2 separate regions of the Mus musculus genome follow, and region 2 is linked to region 1. A link is a contact called in public promoter capture Hi-C data. All regions are on one chromosome and are shown on one strand. Each heading gives the region's core, a stretch centred on a gene start, on an enhancer-like site or on the middle of the called end of the contact. The rest is flanking DNA. Distances are from core to core; before and after follow the strand shown. Region 1 overlaps Hsd17b2 (hydroxysteroid (17-beta) dehydrogenase 2). Region 2 holds the start of Osgin1 (oxidative stress induced growth inhibitor 1).

Evidence for each region. Promoter capture Hi-C pulls out the DNA fragments that hold promoters and counts their contacts.
Region 2: a promoter capture Hi-C map of trophoblast stem cells shows a contact between it and region 1, with 7 times the contacts expected there. The contact joins the promoter of Osgin1 here to the enhancer-like site in region 1. A contact is called at or near these places in 5 of 39 promoter capture datasets (embryonic stem cells, frontonasal cranial neural crest, hippocampal neurons and 2 more) and 2 of 115 datasets of contacts at active chromatin or transcription factors (embryonic stem cells and pancreatic cancer cells).

What each region holds. Positions count from the first base shown.
Region 1 is chr8:117,729,636-117,732,457 of GRCm38.p6, forward strand. The region is part of intron 1 of Hsd17b2 (hydroxysteroid (17-beta) dehydrogenase 2); the gene reads left to right. Among named protein-coding and RNA genes, the nearest start is that of Gm31774, 17 kb to the right of the region's middle. Within about 2 kb of position 1,471, at least 23 of the 459 cell types and tissues checked have an H3K27ac peak or open chromatin away from gene starts, as enhancers often do. A contact at or near this core is called in pancreatic cancer cells and trophoblast stem cells, where this site is marked.
Region 2 is chr8:119,435,730-119,438,699 of GRCm38.p6, forward strand. It overlaps Osgin1 (oxidative stress induced growth inhibitor 1), which reads left to right and starts at 1,418. Exons shown (of 6, transcript NM_027950.2): 1 at 1,418-1,564.

The sequences.
Region 1 (2,822 bases), core at 221-2,720:
TGAATGTGTATATATGTGTGCATTCAAGAGCATGTGTGTGTGGTGTATGTGGGTGAGTGCGTGTATATGTGTGTGATGTGTAGTAAATGTGTGTGTGAGCATGAGTACGTGTGTAAGAATGTGTGTATGTGTCTGTGTGTGAGAGTATATGTATATGTATGTGACTGTGTGTATATGTATGGTGCATGTGTGTGTGTGGTGTGTGTATATGTGTGTGAGAGCATTGTGTGGATGTGTCTCTCTGTGAGTGAGTGTGTGCATGTCTGTGGTATATGCATGTGTGAGCATGTATATGTGCTTGTATGTATGTATGCATGTATGTGTATGTATCTATGTTTGCTTGTGAGTGTGTGTTATGTGTGTGTGTTGTCACGTTTGATTCTTACAAGCTTTTGGAGGAACAGTGAGTTAATGAGGTGTTATTTTCCACCACTATAACTTAGTTCATAATCAATACATTATTTCAGGAGATCATCTGTTGTCATAAGCAAGAGATACACACAACCTTATTTCAATTGCACCAATGAAGCTAGAGTGCTGGGTATTTTCATGACTAACCTATTTTCATCAATTCACTGAAGATCTCATAGGTGCACACAGTCTGTTTTGATCTTGTAGGGAATTTAAGTGAAACAGCAGAGCAGAGGCGCCTAAGGAGGAAACACCCAGGATGGGACGAGTTCATCTTAGGTGATTGACACTTCATGCTTGTAAAGCTTTACACACACACACACACACACACACCCTTCTTTCCCTATTCTGGGCATTGAATCTAGGGCCTTGAGAATGCTAGCCCTCCTTCCCGTTTAGACAGACTCTCAGTGAGTTGCCCATTCTGTGTTGAGCTGGCTCTGCACCCCAGAGGTCTGGTCCTTTCTGTCTTCCTACCCTAGTCTCCACAGTAGCTGCAGTAACAGGTCAGTATCACAGGACAGTTCTTCCACCATACAACTCTTAATTCTTAAAGATTCCTGACAATTTACATGTTTCCCTCTGGCATAGCAGAGTCCCCTCCCCTTCTCTTTCTCTCCCCTCCCCTCCCCTCCCTTCCCCCTCCCCTCCCCCTCCCCCTCCCCCTCCCCTCCCCTCCCCTCCCCCTCCCCTCCCCTCCCCTCCCCTTCTCTTTCTCTCCCCTCCCCTCCCTTCCCCCTCCCCTCCCCCTCCCCCTCCCCTCCCCTCCTCTCCCCTTCCCTTCCCTTCTCTTTCTCTCCCCTCCCTACCCCTCTCATCCCCTCCCCTCCCCTCTCCTTCCCCTTCCCTACCTTCTCTGTCTCTCCCTCTCTCCCTTCTTTCCTTTCTTCCTTCAACATGGGAATCCTTACATGGCTGTCAGTGATGCCCACTGGCACCTGGCAATCATACTGCGATCTCGCTTAGGAAAGACTGTTCTGGGCAGTCTTTGTACACAGTCTGCCCCATTGTACACAACTCTGAGGAAACCCTGGGCCTTCCTGGACTGGCTTGACTCAGAAGCATAGAGAGGTTATCTCATCTCAGCTTCCCAGCTTCCTGCTCTCCCAAGGTCTGCTGACCTCTGTGTGGCTTCTGGGCCACCGCACAGATGAGAATCAGCGCATTCTCGCTGTGAGGTCAGCACAGCAGGGTGTCCACGACTGTGAGGGCCAGAGCATGTCACGTATGACACGCTAGGACTTCTGAGCAGCACTGGGCTCCTGACTGCTCAGGTCAGCCTAGGAGAGCGCTGACTAGAACCTTATTTTCCCCCACGAGGAAGTGGAGGCTCCAGATGGCTTGGTACACTCTCCACGAGGCTCATCATGGATGACAGAGTCACATCACTGTTCATTATTAAAGGAAGTCAGGACAGGAACTCACACAGAGCAGGACCCTGGAGGCAGGAGCTGATGCTGAGGCCGAGGAGGGCTGCTGCTTACTGGCTTGCTCCCCAATGGCTTGCTCAGCCTGCTTTCTCATAGTACCCAGGACCACCAACCCAGGGATGGCACCACCCACAATGGGCCAGACCCTCCCCCACTGATCACTAGTTGAGAAAATGCCTTACAGCTGGATCTCATGGAGGCATTTCCTCAAGGGAGGCTCCTTTCTCTCTGATGATTCTAGCTTGTGTCAAGTTGACACAAAAGCAGCCAGTACATAATAGAACTACATTTTCTACTTCCTTTTCCTCCTCCATCCACACCTTCCCATGAACCTTCCTTGCTGTCTTTCAAGTTTATGACCTGTTTTGCTTTAATTGTTGTATGTATGTATGTATGTATACATGTATGTATGTATGTTCCTAAGTACCTAAGTACAGCCTCCTCACTCTGTGAATGTTACTTGTGTGTATCTGCCTTCAGGGTTAAGCTTGCATAATATTTTCTGTTCTCCTCCCAGGGAAGGTGATTTCTCTTGCTCTCAGCATCCCTTAGTTGGCTGTAGTTCTTTGTAATAGTAGGCATTTAGTTTTAAGACAGGGCCATGCAGAGGCAGGCGGATTTCTGAGTTCGAGGCCAGTCTGGTCTTCAAAGTGAGCTCCAGGACAGCCAGAGCTATAAAGGGAAACCCTGTCTCGAAAAACCAAAAAAAGAAAAAAAAAAAAAAAAAAAAAAAAAAGACAGGGCTTTTCTCTGTAGCTCAAGTCAGCCTGAGACTCATTATGTAGCCTGACCTGGAACTCGTAGCAATCCTCCTGACTCAGCTCAGGTCACAGCCTTGTGCTGCCATGTTCATCATTTTGTTTGGTTTTTAGAGACAGGGTTTCTGTCTGTAAGGAGTCAGATAGCTCTGGCTGTTCTGGAACTCACTCTGTAGACCAGGGTGTCCTTGAACTCATAGAGATTCACCCCACTTCTGCCTTT
Region 2 (2,970 bases), core at 168-2,667, 1.7 Mb after region 1:
CCGTGTGTTTAGCAGTCCTGGGGACTGAAGCCAGGGCTTTGAGCATGTTGGGCAAGTGTTCTCCACTGAGCCATCTCCCAGCCCCGAGCCCAGGGTTTGAACATATCAGTGCACAATGGTACTTGGCCTTCAACCTAGGGTCTCATGCAATGCTAGGCACAGGTTCTACTGATCTATTCCCCAAAACCTATATGCGGTATTTTGAATAATCATTCTTTTAATCCAAGAAAAACAAAATATCATTTTTTAAATCAAAATGCTGTGCTAGCAGCCAAGACTCTTGCAGCCGAAGGATGTTCCACGAGGTGGGCCCAAGGACCCCGTCTTTCTTTACAACTCTGAAGTTTTCTTTTTCTGGAATTTGTATTCTTTACTTAATTTTTTTTCTTTAGAAAATTGTACCAAAGTGTCACTTTGTTTAATGAGTTCCTTTTTTTTTTTTAAAGAATTGTTTATGTAATATATATGAGTGTTCTGTCTTCAGACATACCAGAAGAGGGCATCAAATCCCATTACAGATGGTTGTGAGCCACCATGTGGTTGCTGAGAATTGAACTCAGAATCTCTGGAAGAGCAGCCAGTGCTCTTAATCGCTGAGTAGTCTCTTGGGTACTTAGAGTGAGAGCCTGACACTCCCCCCCCACCGCCCCTCCCCAGTTCTGGTCCTGGTGGTAGAGTGACAGCTGATCAGGACAGGAACAATGGCCACCAAGGTGAGTGCACCGACCTAAACCACTGCCCAACTTCCTTCTCTTGAGCCAAGGCTCCATATGGAAAAGCGCTATTCCAGACCCAGTGTGCAGTAAGGGATGTCTCCCTAGGACCCAGCTTCCGTTCACGGACCACAAGAACCGGCCAGCAGACTGGCGTGACCCCCTACAGGAAGAGAAGTCTATAAGGACCAGGGAGGACGGACACACACTCACATGCGCATGCACGCACACATGAGGGAGTCCAACTCAACCCCACTTTTCAGATGGGGAAACTGAGGTTTGTTCAGAGTCTCCAACCAGGAAGTCGCTGAGTGGGAGTTGTCGGGGTTGACCAGTGACTGAGGGTTTTTTCTGCACACACCCGTGTCCCCTCTCCCCACACGCTGGGGTGGGAAGTGAGTGGAAGATCAGAGCTTTCTGGAGTTCAGAAGCCAGCTGGCCAGCTATTTCTCAGAAGCCTACCACTCACTGGTAAGGAAGAGACCTAGTGGTCTCTTTCAAGATTCCCTAGTTCCTCCTTCAAACTGAACCCGGGAAGGGAGGAACTGGCCAGCAGGGGCCCTTTAAGACTGGCCAGGGCCAAGTTCATTCACCCAGGGGCCCCTGCTGACTCACGCTTATGAAAGTGATTTTCCTGGTCCCGCCCCTGCCTCCGCCTCCTCCCTGCCCCGCTGTGAAATACCCCTGCTAGCCTTGGGCCTCGCACAGCCTCTGGGATCCCCAGGGCTAATGGGCATCCTGTTCTTGCAGCAGGGCACCGTGACAAAGTCTCTCACCGTGTGACCAAGTTCCTCTGAGTGTCCAGACAACCCAGGCTCACCAGCTCCCTCCAGCTATCTACCATCCATCAGGTGAGTGGTCCGGGCAAGGCTGTGGGTGGGAAACAATAGCTATGGGGCAAGGGTGGGCAGACGGGGGTCAGGAAAGCCGGGGTGTACACTGACTGGTCCTGAGGAGGACTCTGGGAGTCCTCCCTGCACCTCCAGCGATGGCCATGGTTAAGTGTCTGGGACACTCTCCCCCAGCGGCCCCTGGCTTAGCAGCCTAATCCTAACTCGTGAAATAGCTGTTCCGGCAGGAAGGAGCATGGGTAGCCTTGCTCCTTCGAGGCACCAATGGCCACTGTGTCTCCAGCCTGGCGAGGTGCTCCAGTGGGTCCTAGGTACCAGGCTCAGACAAGCACAGCCGAGGGTTCCTGGGTACTCGGTTTACGGAAGGTGCGGTGGAGAAAGTGGTGGACCGTGGAGGTTGGGCCATCAGGCACCCTTGGGCCCAGGTGGAGCAGGCACTTGGAACGAGGGTTCACTGTGACTAAGGCCAGGTAACACTTGGCTGACTGCACACTTCCTCCTGCCCCAGGGCTTTGTGTCACTAGCAGCTGTCACTGCTACCTGTTGCTTTATTTGGGAATGGAGGGGAAAGGATCCCAAACGAGGCTGTCTAGGACCTAGACGAGATGTCCCCTCCCCTTCCATTTTCCCCAACCTCAGTTTCATTCATGAAGTGGGGATAAGAAACCCCCAGCTCTTGGGGGTGGTGGTGGCATTTTTAGAGACAAATGGTATATGGTTCCCAGCCCTCCCTGGCATGACGATTTCATAACCTTAGAAATGTCTGCAGTGTTACACCAGGGCAACTATCGCCACTTCTGAGAAACTCATTTTTTATGTGCTCATACCTGTGGGGTCAGAGGTCGATGGCTAGCGTCTTCCTCAGTCACTGTCCACACCTTCTTTTTCATTCTATTATCACTATCATTATTATTATTATTGCTAGAGAGAGCACAAGAACACGTGTAGAAATCAGACAGCCACCCCTCCCCCCCCCCCCCGCCAGGAGTCAGGGGTCAGGGGTCAGCTTTCTCCTTCCATCTTTATGTGAGTGCTGCCTGCCCATAAGTCACTGCCCTTGTACAACAAGTTACCTGCAGGGCCACTTCCCTCCAGGCTTCCCTCTCCTGGACTGAACCTGGAGCCTGTCATTCAGCTCTCTGGCGGGTGATCTCCAGGGGCCCTCCTGTGTTTGTCTCTCCAGACCTAGGATTACAGACATCTGCTTTTGACAGGAGTGTGGAGAATCTGAACTCAGTTCCTCACGGTTAGGCAAGCACTTTACCCACGGAGCCATCTCCCTGGCCCCTTAAATCAACAACTTGAGAACGTTATTTTTTTTTTCTATCAGCATTGCCCAACCAGAGAGACTCCGAAATATGCCAGTACTTTTAAAAACTGGTTATTCTAGCCTGGAGGTGGTGGCA